Regions from separate parts of the Neogale vison genome. Here region 2 is linked to region 1. Evidence: chromatin contacts called from public Hi-C data. All regions are on one chromosome and are shown on one strand. Each heading gives the region's core, a stretch centred on a gene start, on an enhancer-like site or on the middle of the called end of the contact. The rest is flanking DNA. Distances are from core to core; before and after follow the strand shown. Region 1 holds the start of PARP2 (poly [ADP-ribose] polymerase 2). Region 2 holds the start of LOC122894700 (ribonuclease K3-like).

Region 1 (3,665 bases), core at 341-2,840:
TGAGGGAGGAGATATATACTACAGCTACTTGTATGGGAATCAAAAATAACTATCATGTCATAATGAACTTTGCCCATCCCAAGCAATCCTGATCTGTCCAGGTCTCAATCTGTCTAAATTACATGAAACTGAAGATTCCAAGAAAGGAGATTCGTATTGTGGTATGCCCAAAGGATAGAAAATTAATCATATCTTTAAGAAAGGAAGAAGTAAGAGTTGAAAGAACAAGGCATCCTTTGTCCTCACCCCTCCCATAGACAATCCTGCTGGTCCATGTCCTCTCTGGCCTACCACTTGAAGCTGACCTTGCTTGTCTTCTGTTTTGTTATTATTGGCCTCTCCTCCATTCACAGGCTCCTTTTTCACCCCCTGCCTCTGGCATCTTCGAGTTTTCTTTGCAGGCAGAGGGTCTTCTATAGCTGTGTTGCCATTATGAACTCGTCCAGCTTCATCTAATGCCATGTGCATAAAGAATAGGCAAAGAACCAAAAGAAAGAATGAGTATCCACTGAACACAATCCTACTTTAAAAAAACATCATCTTTTTAAAGAAAAGGCTTAAGATGGTTTTGTAAATTTACAAAGAAATAGTAACTGCCATACCACTGTTCTTGGCAATAGTCGGAGAAATCACAACCTAAATTGCTATTCTAGCCAAATTAAAATAAAATAAAATAAGATGGAGCCCCAGGGCTCTTGTGAGCTCATAGCCTGAGGCATGAGTGTCATATAGACTGTTTATCTCTCTTTACTTGCATCCCCAAACTTTCCCAATACCTATCTTCAAACTACCCAACGTGGTATGAGATAATGGTTAACAGAGTGCTCTGGAATCTGTCTCTAGTTTAGAGCCTAGCTGGGTCTCTTCCAGCTGTGGAAACTTATAGAATTTACTTCATCTCTTTGCACCTGAGTTGCCCCGACTGTAAAATCCAGAGGAGGACAACAATAGCACCTAATTTGTAGGATGGACCTACACAATTGTAGGATGGATGCACATAAGAACATAACACAGAGAGAGTGTAATACTCCTCAATTCTAAGACCTGAATTTTACTATCTTTGAAACTCGGCTGCATCTTACAATGGATGACATATAAACAATGAATCACGTTTTAACTGGAAGCATTTTTTTCCTTTCTTAGTGATACATAAAATAATGATGCATCTTAATAAATATTATTAATAAATAAATATTATTAATAAATATTTTCAATTAGATGACATTAAGTATTTAAAATAGTGCTGGCACTGTGTTAGTTACTAAAGGTCCACAAGCTCTTATACACAATTCTGTAATCCGAAAAGCTCTGAAAACTGAAGTTTAAAAAGTTCAGCACCTAAACTAGCTTGATAGCCAAGGACGGTCAGGGGGCGACGGAAGGGGTGGGGCTAGAGCAGAGGGCCCCGCTCCTCTTCAGACTCCCCGCCCCCCAGTATTCGCCCCCTACAATGTGCACCGAACCTCCGACCCCGTTGCTGCGCGTCCCCCGCCGTCTGGCAGCCATGGAGCCTGAACGTTCCTGTCGGCAAACCCGCCCCGGGCAATACCCGCCTGGAGTCACAGGGCGGGAACACAGCGCGCGTGCGTGCGTGCTGAGAAGACGCGTGCAAGGGACAGGGGCGGTACTCCCCGCGATATTTGCATGTTGCTACGCGTTGTGGGAAGTCACCATAACTGTAAAATGTCTTTAGATGCGGGAGCCTTATAAATGCTCGCTGGGGCCACCCTTTCCCATAGGGCGGAGGGAAGCTCATCGGTGGGGCCACGAGCTGAGTGCCTTGTGTCACTCTATCCCATGTCCCCTGGGAAGGTCTGAGACTAGGGCCATAGAGCGGCCCTAACAGGGTCCTCCCTGATTTCGGGGAGGTGAGTTCCCAGAGAACGGGGCTCCGCGCGAGGGCAGACTGGGCAGGAGATGCCATGGACCCAACCCCCTGCGGAAGGGCCTGGCGGATGCCTCCTTAGCCGGAGCTTGGAACAGACTCACGGCCAGCAAAGTGAGTTCAATGGCTGAGGTGAGGTACCCTGGCTGGGGGCCTCATAACCTAATTCAGACTACTCTCCCCCGCCTCTTTTTGAAGAAAAGCAGAGTATGAGGAAGGAGCGGGGAAAATGTGATGACTTTGGGTCAGGAGTGGGGCCAAGCACTGAACAAGCTTAACAAGTCTCCATTTGGACCTTGAGGTAAGGAAGGAGGGTTTCTTAAGACAAAAGTCACTGGTTATAAGAGAAAAGATTGATACACTTGATTTCCTGGAATTAAAGAGCTTTGTTCATCAAAATATAAAAACCAAAATTCTTATTGTTTGTATGTGGTTTGGTTGTGAATAAGAAACTACAAAATAAAAATTTTTAACTCATTACAGAAGTTTAACAAGGCTGATAGAAAAGAACACGTAAGAATAAATTGCATCTTTACAAGAGCTTCAAATAGAAATAAAATTTTTAAGAAATAATAACATTTACTATAATATCAAAGTCTATCAGATACTTGGAAATAAATCTGACAAAATATAGGTGCTCAGCAAATGTTTGCTGGATTGAATTGGTTAATTTCTTTCCTTGGTAAGTCAACATTTGTTGCATCTAATTTAATTATGACACAAATAAGCTAGACTGGTCTAAAAGATGTTAATTTGGAGATAGGAAAATGTGACAAAAATGGAACATTTTTTAAAAATAATTATCAGAGCTTTGGGTACTAGGCAGAGTTAAGTGCTTTAACATGTATGTCATTTAATCTCAAATTGATAATACCTAGAATTTATTTGCTGATTACTATGCTATGAGCGTTGCAAACATGATTTAATTCTCACAACAACCCCATAGGATAAGTATTATTATTGTTCCCATTTTATGGCTAAGGAAGCTGAGCTTTCGAAAAATTCAAGTAATTTATTCAAGCTCACATAGTATATTAGTTTACTAGGGCTGCCATAACTGTCATAGACCGGGTGGCTCAAACAACAGAAATTTATTTTCTCAACTCTGGAAGCTAGAAATCCAAGACAAGGATGTCTACAATGTAGGATTCTTCTTCTTTTTAATTTTTAATTAAAGAAAGATTTACTTATGTATTTACTTACTTGAGAGAGGAGAGAAAGCCAGTGTGAGCAGGGGGAGCCACAGAGGGAGAAGGAGATGCAGACTCCTTGCTGAGAGTGGGGCTTCTGGTCTGATATGGGCTCCATTCCAGGACCCTGGGATCATGACCTGAGCTGAAGTCAGACCCTTAACCTATTGGACCTGGGTAGTTTTAGAACCTGGGTGGTCTTAGAAGAACCTTGGTTTCTTCTAAGGCTTGTCTCCTTGGATTGCAAATGGCCGTCTTCTTACCTGTCTTCCATGCATTGTCTTCCTTCTGTGTTTGTCTACGTCCCAGTCTGGTTATAAGGACAGGTGATATTGGATGAGGGCCTACTCAAATCACCTGCTTTGCCTTAATTACTTCTTTAAAAGCCCTACCTCCAAATACAGTCACATTTTGAACTCCTGAGGGGTTAAAACATAACATTTTTTTGTTGGGCATACACAATTCAGCCCATGACACACAGTTCAGAAGAGGCAGGACAGGTTTAGGTAATACCAAAATTTGTTTTTATCTACTAAGCTATTATATTCTTCAAGTTTCTTGGTAGTAATTATCACCCCACCCATATTCTT
Region 2 (3,665 bases), core at 606-3,105, 300 kb before region 1:
GACTAAGGGAGAATGGGCCAAAGTCTTGTTGATATGCCTGTGTGTTTTCAAACAAAAACAGAAGTTACACATTCACTTTTCAACAAACTGAGCTTTGTGCCCATTCTCTTTCCCAGAGTTCAAGGTGTTCTGCTTCACCTAAATACAGATTAAATGAAAACCTTTTTTTAAAGATTTTTTTATTTATTTGACAGAGAGAGAGAGAGAGAGATCACAAGTAGGCAGAGAGGCAGGCAGAGAGAGTGGAGGAAGAAGACTCCCAGCTGAGCAGGGAGCCCTATGTGGGGCTCAATCCCAGGACCCGGAGATCATGACCTGAGCCAAAGGCAGAGGTTTAACCCACTGAGCCACCCAGGCACCCCTAAATGAAAACTTTTAATGAGGGGTTTCATTGGCCTGCTTCGGTCCACTTTCTTAGCCATCTACTTTAATTTCTGAATCACATGGGCAAATGCTTCCAACAATAACTTGACAAATCTCTTACCTTTGCCTGATTGTAACCTGACATCTGCTCTTGCACCAATAGCCAGAGCCCTTCTTCTTTTCCTGGAATGGTTTCCCCATCTGTTCTGCCAAACTACGTAGCTCTTGTCCACATTAATAGAGTACCTTCTTTTCTATAAGTACCATCTTACTACCACCCTGCCACCCCAAGAAGTCATAGAATAAGAAAGAGGGAGACCTGGAGGACTATCTATCAAGGCCTCATAGAACAGATGAGGATACTGAGGTACAGAGAAAGAAAACATATACTGCACCAGGCACATCTGGTGTTCCAGGGACTAGAAGCTTTCCAATGCACCACATAGGTTTCATAGTCCACACTAGCAATTTCTAGAAAAATAAAGCTAATTTTAAAGATGCCACCGAAAGCTGCTGTTTGAGGAAAACCTACAGAATATTCCATGAATTTCAATAATATTTTATCTGTAAAAAGAGTTGCTTAAAATAAAGTGCGTGTAACAAAATTATCCTTCTGCACAGTTAGTAACTGTGTTGTTGGTAGTTCTTTGAATACCTGAGACTGCTTCTGGGAAGTTGGCCAGTGCTGTTCAGATAATAATACCACTTGAGTTTCTAGTGATTACATTTATGACTTGATTATAAGGTTAGGGACACAGAGGGAGGGTCTTGCCTCATTTGAGATTTCCCTAGTCCCCAGAATGATGCTGAAATTGTTTTTACTGTCCTTCTTGAATAAAGATGTTCTCTTTTGCCCATGTATTACCATATGACACGCTATCTCAGAGTAAAAAGACTGAGGATCCCAACACTTCAGTAAGAAAGCTTAAAGAAGAGCCTGTTGGCAGTGAATCCTGGAATTTTGCAACGTTGGCTGCGGGTGGGGAGAGAGAAGTGAGTCACCAGAAAACAAAAAGGCAAGCCCCACAAGGCAGTTATGCTGGCAAAAACTGGACAAGGCCTAAATCTGGCGATCCACCTGGGTACCAAGTCAAGAATCCTTAGGTTTGGGCACGTGCAGGCCTTCCCGGGCCTCCACCCCCTTCGCCAATTCTGCGCGCTCTTCTGACCCTACATTCTAGGCGCTAGACTTTCCCGAGAAGTAAATCTCAGGGAAGAAATGTAGAGTCGCTAACTCATAAAAGAACAAGACTTTGGACATTCCTTCGTACTCCTGAGCGGCTCCAACGCGGTTCTGCAAACGCCTCCCCGAGGAGTCCCACATTGTCTCTGCTAAGAAGGGGCTCCTCGGGCCAAAACACTCTTGGTAAAACTACTGAGGAGGAGGAGAGAGAGAGCAGGATGTGAACCCACCTCGGCCTGGAACGGGGCTGCAGAAACGCGCAGGACAGTGGAAAGAAGTTTTTCTCACGGCTTCTTCCCCTGCCTGTAGGATGATAGGGAGCTCGTAGAAGACGCAAAGACTTCCTTTTAAATCTTGCTTTGGATCCTGGGTGGGGTCGGCATACGTGTGTGTACACGAACGGACGGGGCACACAGCAGGGAGAGAAAGGCGGCGCGGGAGCCTCGGTGCAGTTGGGACCGCGCCCTGTTTCTCCCGGGACGCCCCTCCCGCCTAGACCCGCCTCTGCAGTGGGCGCGGCGGGCGGGCCCTGCCTGGGAAAGAAGAGGGCCTGCAGACCCGAGCCCCACGCACCTCCGGGGACAACGGGCCTGGACACCAACCCCTGCTCCTGGGAGCGAGGCGGTCCCTCCGAGGTGTCAGCTGGCGGTCAGCCCAGGAGACCAGGCGGTTTCTCCCTGCACAGCTCGTCAGCCCTCTCTGGCATTCGTTGGTTCAGCGCACCTCTTGTGCAGAACAGTCGGAAAGCGAGAAAGTTTGGAGAGATCTGAACTTTTGCATAGTTTCGAGGGCAGGAGAAAAAAAACCAAAAGCTAGGGCTCGTCCGGGATTTGAACCCGGGACCTCTCGCACCCAAAGCGAGAATCATACCCCTAGACCAACGAGCCGACGCGACAAAAGCGCCTTTATTTCCTCTGAACAGTACTTTCTAGTGTGCAGTTGGCCGCCAGGCTGTTTCCGAGCTTCGTCCTGCATTGTGACATTTACTTTTGGCCTTGCTTCGTTGTCTCTCATTTTCATGAAGTCTCACTCCTTTGAAGCCTGGCTCGGCCCTAACCTCGCTTATTTTCCCCGATCCACATCCTGGACCCCTCCAGGGGCCGGATGGGGTGAGGACGGTCAGTTTCCAGACCTCGCGCCGCGTGGGTGAGCTCCACCGAGCACTGCCGGAAGGCTCTGGGCGCGAGCTCGAGCGCGGCGGGAGCGCGGGCGGGAGCGCGGGCGGGAGCGCGGGCGGGAGCGCGGCGGGAGCCCGGCGGGAGTCCGGCGGGAGTCCGAGGACCCGAGCAGAGCTCGCTTGCGAGCCTGGAGGGTCCTGAGCCCCAGGCTGGACGCGCGGGAAGCGTGTCAGTCTGCTACCACGTCGAGCGAGCGTAACATCCTAGGCGAGAAATGGTGGGCATCAAAATCCCAGGAGCCCGAGTCGGTGGGAGGTGCGCCAGCCTGGCGTGTGTTCGGATGGTCCAGGCCCTGAAGGAGAATCAAGGGTTCCATCTCCCACCTTTGTTTCACTTGTTCCCTCGGTCTGGAATTCTTCGTCTCAGCCAAATTCGCGTCAGATCCTGTTGGCCCTTCCTGTTCTGGCCCAAAATCTTTTTTGTAGAACTACAGAAATGTATAAAAAGATAAACTAAAGCTGCCGTGTAAGGACCTCCCCCTGAATGGCTGTGTGTATGGAAGGGGGCGGACGCTCGGGTCGGGGGATCCCAGTCGAAGCGGTTTCTTCCTCAAGGTGGAGTCGCTCCGGGCGCACCACGCAGACAGCGCACACAGCGTTTATATATAATGGTCTGTATCAATGAGTGGATCAACTAGAAGCCAAAAGAAACATGTGAGGGGACGTTAACTCAGAATTCTTCCAGCTGGCTGACAGAGTTGGCTCACACTCGCCACCTCACTAAGACACTGCCCAACGGGATCCATTTGTTCATATGCTTGGAGAAAAACTTTCTCTTAGGGACAGGAATAAGGTCTGGAGAAGTCGATTCCAGAAGACAAAATGCCCTAGAGGAAACAAGAGAGCACCAGCTCCCCGAGTAGTCAGTCGACTGCAAACCCCAAAACCGTAGCTCCTCCTTCGAGCCGGAGTCGAACCAGCGACCTAAGGATGTCCACACAG

Evidence for each region. Hi-C and Micro-C count contacts between places; a contact is called where the count stands out from the background.
Region 2: a contact with region 1 is called in a Hi-C map of muscle, with 5 times the contacts expected there. The contact joins the promoter of LOC122894700 here to the promoter of PARP2 in region 1. A contact is called at or near these places in 2 of 3 Hi-C or Micro-C datasets (fibroblasts and muscle).

What each region holds. Positions count from the first base shown.
Region 1 is chr13:96,173,307-96,176,971 of ASM_NN_V1, reverse strand. PARP2 (poly [ADP-ribose] polymerase 2) reads right to left here and starts at 1,590. Exons shown (of 16, transcript XM_044230856.1): 1 at 1,464-1,590; 2 at 306-452. The coding sequence starts at 1,506.
Region 2 is chr13:96,470,514-96,474,178 of ASM_NN_V1, reverse strand. It overlaps LOC122894700 (ribonuclease K3-like), which reads right to left and starts at 1,855. Exons shown (of 3, transcript XM_044232439.1): 1 at 1,777-1,855. It overlaps RNASE4 (ribonuclease 4), which reads right to left and starts at 1,859. Exons shown (of 2, transcript XM_044232442.1): 1 at 1,777-1,859. TRNAP-UGG (a tRNA gene) reads right to left here and starts at 2,433; the gene lies at 2,362-2,433. It overlaps LOC122893544 (a long non-coding RNA gene), which reads left to right and starts at 3,042. Exons shown (of 4, transcript XR_006381648.1): 1 at 3,042-3,665. It also overlaps TRNAY-GUA.